Regions from separate parts of the Mus musculus genome. Here region 1 is linked to region 2. The links are chromatin contacts, called in public HiChIP or PLAC-seq maps. All regions are on one chromosome and are shown on one strand. Each heading gives the region's core, a stretch centred on a gene start, on an enhancer-like site or on the middle of the called end of the contact. The rest is flanking DNA. Distances are from core to core; before and after follow the strand shown. Region 1 overlaps Inpp4b (inositol polyphosphate-4-phosphatase, type II). Region 2 has its middle 48 kb from the start of Gm9725.

Region 1 (3,604 bases), core at 893-3,392, 730 kb before region 2:
CAGCAATACATCTCCTGAGCATATACCCAGAAGATGTTCCAACTTGTAATAAGGACACATGCTCCACTATGTTCATAGCAGCCTTATTTATAATAGCCAGAAGCTGGAAAGAACCCAGATGCCCCTCAACAGAGGAATAGATACAGAAAATGTAGTACATTTACACAATGGAGTACTACTCAGCTATTAAAAACAATGGACTTATGAAATATTAACACAAATAGATGGATCTGGAGGATATCATCTAAAGTGAGGTAACCCAATCACAAAAGAACACACATGATATGCACTCACTGAAAATTGGATATTAGCCCAGAAGCTCATAACACCCAAGATAAAATTCATAAACCACTTGAAACTCAAGAAGAAGGAAGACCAAAGTGTGGATACTTTAATTCCTCTTAGAAGGAGGAACAAAATACCCATGGAAGGAGTTACAGAGACAAAGTCTGAAGCAGAGACTGAAGGAATGACCACCCAGAGACTACCCCACCTGGGAATCCATCCCATAAACAACCACCAAACCCAGACACTATTGCGGATGCCAACAAGAGCTTGCTGACAGGAGACTGATAAAGCTATCTCCTGAGAGGCTCTGCCAGTACCTGACAAATACAGAAGTGGATGCTCAAAGCCATCCATTGGACAGAGCACAGGGTCCCCATGAAGGAGCTAGAGAAAGGACCCAAGAAGCTGAAAGGGTTTTGCAGCCCTATAGGGGGAACAATATGAACTAACCAGTACCCCCAGAGCTCCTTGGAACTAAACCACCAATCAACGAAAACACATGGTGGAACTTGTGGCTTTAGCTGCATATGTAGCAGAGGATGGCCTAGTTGGTCATCAATGCAAGAAGAGGCCCTTGGTCCTGTGAAGATTCTATGCCCCAGTATAGGGGAATGCCAGGGCCAGGAAGCAGGAGTGAGTGGGTTGGGGAGCAGGGATCTGATAGGGGGTTTCTGGAGGGAAAACCAGGAAAGGGGATAACATTTGAAATGTAAATAAAGAAATTTAATAATAATAATAGTAATAATAATAATAATAAACGGAAGCAGACATGGAAGTGTACAGCAAGAAGGGAAGCAGACATGGAAGTGATCAATAAGAATGGAAGCAGACACTCCTTTCTTATGGGGTACTCAGTCCAGCTCTCCAGAGAGGGGTTTCCTTACTCTGCTTGGCCAAGCAATGTACTTCTCTTTCTTCTTGTCTGTTCAGTGACTCTGCTTGTAAAGGCTGCTTTGTGTGCTTATAAATTACAGGAATTCCTGCACAGCACAGTGGGAGACAATGGTCAAAGCCTAATCAAGTTGGTGAAAGTGTCACAAATACTTCCTCAGTGGCTCTTGGCAACTAGTGACAGGAAGACAACCAAAGAAAGTAAAAGCAGAGACATGAGCCCTTTCTCTTCTTTCCACAACATCAGAATTGACACGGGGGAAATTAAAGTTGCAATTATATTTGTATTGCTTATGCTGTATGAATATGTTAAGACATGTTTTGTATGTTATGAATACAAATTTTTATTTTAAAAATAAATTTTAATATATTCAATTAATATATGCACAATCTCATGTGTGCATATATTAGCACATGTATACACTATACTATACATTTTTCCAACCATATGTTTATGACTCACCAATATATCTTTTTCACATTTATTTAGTTTATGTATGTAGTAGTGATGCTTATATCATGGTCCATATATGAAAGTTGGAGGACAAATTATGGGAGTTGGTTCCCTCCTTTGACCATGTAGGACCTAGGGGTGGAACTCGGGCTCTTGAGCTTGGTGGTAAGAGCATTATCAGGCTTAGTCACCTTGCCTACTCCAATAAGTGGGAAAATTGGTATCCTATTTAAAATCCTAGTTAAATACTGAAACTCCTTTTGGGGGCTAATGGCACACAATAGACAGAAATCAAAAGAGGATAAAAAAGAAACAAAATAAAACAAATGTTTCTGCTTCTCTTCTTTATTCGTTTTCAATGAGATGGCTCTGAAAGTGTAAACTGATTTTATAACACCAATATCATCACAATCTGTCGTTGAGAGATGTTAGCAAGTGAGAGCTTCCAAGGTGCCCCTGTGTACTGGTGAGTGGAATTTCCTGCCGGAAGCCGTTTCTCACAGCAGTCATGCGCTCAGTTGTGCATGGCAGCTTTTGCTGACAAGCAGCCTATTGAGTTATGAATGTGCTGTCTGGGAAATCCATAGCATCGTGTCTCCCCATCACTCAGGTAATTAAACTTTATCACTCCACTTTAGAGAGTCCCTGTACACTGAATCACTAATGCTCAGAGCTCTACCCAAAAACACATACTAATAATTTAAAAGTGGAGTTAGGAGAGATGGCTCATTGGTAAAGTAGATGCTACAGGAGCATGGGGACCTGAGTGCAGATCCCCAGGACTCATGCCTGTGTGAGGATTCATGACTGTAAGCCCAGTGGAGAAGATCCAACAGGCAGATAACCGCACCCATCTGAGAGGCCAGAATGAGAGGCCAGAATGGATATGCGTCAGGTTCAGTGAGCAACTTTCAAATCACAAAGGGGTAAAGACACTAGACATTGGCTTCTGGCATCCACAAGCTCACACACACACACACACACACACACACACACACACACACACACACACACACACACACACACCACTACTTCTACTACTAAATACTAAATTATGTTAAGCATAATACTTTAATATTTTATGAATGTGGTGCAACTGTGAACATTTTAACATTATCCTTCAAAAGTTTGAGGGTATTAAGTAGGGCTTACAGTAGCATATTTATCATTAAATTGTCAAGGCTGAAAACACTAGCATTGCTATATATAATACAGCATCTCTAATTGGCAAGTGTGTGTTAGCCTCTAGGGGGAGCTCCAGGCTCTTCTCCTCCCTGTTCCTGAAGTAAGGACAGGGCAGAGAGAGGAGGAGGGAGAGAGGGGGAAGTTTGACCTGACTGGTCAGATGTTATGACACTGTAGGGACTGTGTTTGCAGGACTGGGCCTTTCAGTGGCCTTAAGAAGTCAATCTAGCAACTATGGCTCACAGACTCCATTCCTTCCATGTAGCAACCATACCTAACCAGCACCCCATATTACCCCCATTCTCTGTCCCTGTCTCTCTCTAGTACACACACACACACACACACACACACACACACACACACACACACACACACACACACACACAGAGAGAGAAAGAGAGAGAGAGAGAGAGAGAGAGAGAGAGAGAGAGAGAGAGAGAGAGAGAGACTTTGGGTGTTTCTGGTGAACTGGCCATGGTATTTAAACACACTAGCTCTAATTCTTTCTCAATTAGTATATTATGATATGTGAACATCATAGAATATCATTTTGCATGCATTTTCTTACTCTCAAAATCCCACTTTCTTTGATATATGGTTTCTGATGTGTCCCTAAGTACAGAGCTCTGTGCATCTTTATTTGCAACAATTTATTGTCAATGAAATTTCTTTCCAAATCAACTTGTATTTAATAAGTCAAGTCATTTCTCTACTATGTGATTTAATTAGTGTATTGTAGCTAAGGTCACAGAACAAAACCTAAATGCTACAGCAAGCATATAAAAA
Region 2 (3,633 bases), core at 1,076-3,575:
ATGCCAAGTCAGCTAGATTGGCAGCCAGAGAGTCTCAGGGACCCTTCTGTTCGGGCTTTCCCAGCCCTGGGATTTCACACTGCATGTGTGTTCTGGGAACCTAAATTTGGACCATTGTTTGCATCGCTGGCACTTTACTGAACCATCTCCCCAGCCCTTGAGTTTCAAATTTAACGAGTTAGTTACATCATCAGAACTTTCTTAAAGAGCTGTTTAGTAATTAAGGCAGACTCCAAATCCTGATGGAAAATTTCTATAAAAATATCTGATTATTGTTATTTTATACTTTGGCTTAGTCCTATACAAAATTGTTTCACTCCTCATTTCCCTTTATTAGTGATTTTTCTTTAAGAAAGTGATCACTGGTCAAACTTTAAGAGTCAAGTGAGCAGCTTGTTGGAAATATCTATCCCCAGAACCTTCTCTTGGAGAACCTAATTCACCTGGTCTAAGATGTGACAAAGGACTCTGCAGACAAGCACCTTGGGCAATTCTTCCTAGACAAGCTGGAGAGCCCTCTGCTAGATTTTATCTGCCACGTGAGGCAGTTGCTCTATACGGTGTTGGATGAGTTTCTCTGTGGGTTAAAAGTGGGGTCCCACATCTGGCCCGCCACAGGACTAGGGCCACACATGGAGGCAGAGTGCACGGAGTTTGAGTTCGAGCACCCCACGCTGGCAGGTGTCAGGCTGTGAGAAGCCGCAGGACCCCGCTTGGGGGTGGGGAGGCTCAGTCTGAGGTCCCTGCGGACCTGCCAGAGTTGGCCCGGGATCCCCAGGCCTGCACAGAGGCCGAGGACGACAGGTTCTCAGGCTCTTGGACACTGCAGGTGCTGCTGGATGCTGTGGAAGAGCTGAGAATAGAGTAGGGGCTTGAAGGACTGGATCTGGCCTGGGGCCAAAGGGAAAAGGACAGGAGGAAAGCGCTCGGCTGGGTCCTGCAGGGAGGAGAGTCTTTGGCTTGTGTTGATAGAAGCCATGTCTGAGAGTGCTTGGGAGGCCTCCCTTGGGAGATTAGACACTGGTCTTTAGCATAAGACCTGCTCCATTGCTCCTGTATGGCGGATCCCGATGAGAAGAGGCAGTCCATGGTTTTAAGGCATTTATTGTAGGCCGGCCATGGCCTTGTGGACAGAGAGGGTAAGGGAATGTGGAGAAAGAGGGAGCAAGAGGGCAAAAGTAAGAGAATAAGAGAGGGAGGAGGGGGCAAATAGACCTATCTGGCTGTTGCCAGGTAACCATGGGACGGAGCATACTGACTGTTGCCAGGTAACTGTGGTGAAGTCCAGACAGAATGCCAGGGGCTTAGGGCATTGTGCCCTACATGACTGATGGCCACAGACTTATGGAGCTGGGACCTGGTGTCTGGTAGCGTGGCAAACTTCCTTCCATCCCTTACAGAGTTATCTGCTGGGTCTCTGGGGTTTAAGCCTAGCTCAACCACAAAGCAGGCTTCCTTTCATGGTTCCACATTTCTCTTCATTCTTACGCCTCACATTTACCTGGGATAATTTGGACCCCTTACATTTCCATAGGACTTATGTCTGGCTTACCAGTATCCACCAAAGACAAGTCAGGGCAAAGTAGAAATAAAGCAAGGGGCAGGATAAAGAGGCTGTAGCAAAGAGCGGTGAACAGGGTGGGAATGAGAACACATGACATATGAATACTTTGGCTGGAAAAGAGTAACCCGAGACTGGAGGATGGCGAGATCCTGGAGAAGGTGAAGTATGAAGGGGTCAGCTGAAGCTGGTAGATATGAAAATGCCATAAGAAAATGAGAAAAGGAGGAAGACTTGCGTTAAATTATAAAACAGTGTGAATAGAACCATTGGCTGTCTGGTTTCCAGCTCACTCTGCCATGTTGAATTCCAGTGCTGCAGCCCCGAAGTCCTTTTCTCCCTGTGAGCACTTCCAGAACTTCTCCTTTCTACAAAAGCTATGCAGGCTTTGCAGACCGGTTCCTAAATAACTTTTAGTTTTTATTGCTAACCTGAATGGAATTTCTAGAGAGTGGGTGTTGGTGTGAAAGAGGAAGAAATATCTTACCCAGACAGCCACAAGAAAACATCAAGGTTTAAAACAGTAATTTACAACACCGTGTACTTCCTTCCGCTGGAGGAGTGGGACTGAGCAAAATCGTATGTATCCTTTTGGGCTTCATCCTCCCTCGTCTTCTCCGCAGGAGAAATGCTGGCTCACAGTGTCCTCTCCTGGGTTCAAACCTGTTTCCCAGTGTGAGGTAGCAAACTGCCCTGCACCATTCCCCGAGGGGGTTGTTATTCTAGGCTGCTGAGAAAGAACACTTGGTGCAAGCTACAGTTTTTTATACCCACAGCTGTTGTTTTTCAACAGACAAGTAAAAGTTGTACATTTATGGTCTACACGTGTGCATCGTGCAGTGGCTAAATTAATGTGCATTGTAATGCTTACTAACTTTTAATGGTGAAAATACCATTTACTCTCTTGCCAATTTTCAAATGTATGACAGAGTTTACAACCTTTCTACTCCTGCTAGAGAGGGTCTTTTTTATCATCATCGTTATTTTATTAGCAGAGTTTGATGTTTTAAGACTTCCTGTGTGAGACAATACAGCATGTATCTTTTTCTAGGCCTGCGTGTTTCACATAGAATACCCGCATGTCTCCATGTCTTCCTATGTGGTCATGAGTAGCTGTCCTATGAAAAGTTGACTTGCATTCTGTCAAGTGTGTGTTCCTGTCTTTTGCTCACTTCAGTTGAGCCAGTGTGGTGTTGACTATTGAGAATAAAAAGGCTGCGAGGAAAATGAGGGTCTGTATCTCTTCAGCACGCTCGCTCCCGCTGACAGCTGACAGCAGTGAGCTTGGGAAACCGTACGATAATTTTATCTTTTATTTCCTTTAAAGACATCCCATACTGCTCTCCTTAAAGGCTGAACTAATTTGGAATTCAGCAATCAACAATTTGGAAGAGTATCTCTTTTTTTTTTTTTCTTTCCATTTTTTATTAGGTATTTAGCTCATTTACATTTCCAATGCTATACCAAAAGTCCCCCATACCCACCCACCCCCACTCCCCTACCCGCCCACTCCCCCTTTTTGGCCCTGGCGTTCCCCTGTTCTGGGGCATATAAAGTTTGTGTGTCCAATGGGCCTCTCTTTCCAGTGATGGCCGACTAGGCCATCTTTTGATACATATGCAGCTAGAGTCAAGAGCTCCGGGGCACTGGTTAGTTCATAATGTTGATCCACCTATAGGGTTGCAGATCCCTTTAGCTCCTTGGGTACTTTCTCTAGCTCCTCCATTGGGAGCCCTGTGATCCATCCATTAGCTGACTGTGGGCATCCACTTCTGTGTTTGCTAGGCCCCGGCATAGTCTCACAAGAGACAGCTACATCTGGGTCCTTTCGATAAAATCTTGCTAGTGTATGCAATGGTGTCAGCGTTTGGATGCTGATTATGGGGTGGATCCCTGGATAAGGCAGTCTCTACATGGTCCACCTTTTAATCTCAGCTCCAAACTTTGTCTCTGTAACTCCTTCCAAGGGTGTTTTGTTCCCACTTCTAAGGAGGGGCATAGTGTCCACACTTCAGTCTTCATTTTTCTTGAGTTTCATGTGTTTAGGAAATTGTATCTTATATCTTGGGTAT

What was found. HiChIP or PLAC-seq counts read pairs in DNA pulled down with a chosen protein or histone mark.
Region 1: a RAD21 HiChIP or PLAC-seq map of pro-B cells shows a contact between it and region 2, with 10 times the contacts expected there. The contact joins two enhancer-like sites. A contact is called at or near these places in 1 of 15 datasets of contacts at CTCF or cohesin (pro-B cells) and 1 of 115 datasets of contacts at active chromatin or transcription factors (large pre-B cells).

Annotation. Positions count from the first base shown.
Region 1 is chr8:81,806,304-81,809,907 of GRCm38.p6, reverse strand. All of the region lies in intron 7 of Inpp4b (inositol polyphosphate-4-phosphatase, type II), which reads right to left. Among named protein-coding and RNA genes, the nearest start is that of Gm25267, 340 kb to the left of the region's middle. Within about 2 kb of position 2,142, at least 36 of the 459 cell types and tissues checked have an H3K27ac peak or open chromatin away from gene starts, as enhancers often do. A contact at or near this core is called in pro-B cells, where this site is marked.
Region 2 is chr8:81,078,708-81,082,340 of GRCm38.p6, reverse strand. No RefSeq gene overlaps it. Among named protein-coding and RNA genes, the nearest start is that of Gm9725, 48 kb to the right of the region's middle. Within about 2 kb of position 2,325, at least 24 of the 459 cell types and tissues checked have an H3K27ac peak or open chromatin away from gene starts, as enhancers often do. A contact at or near this core is called in pro-B cells, where this site is marked.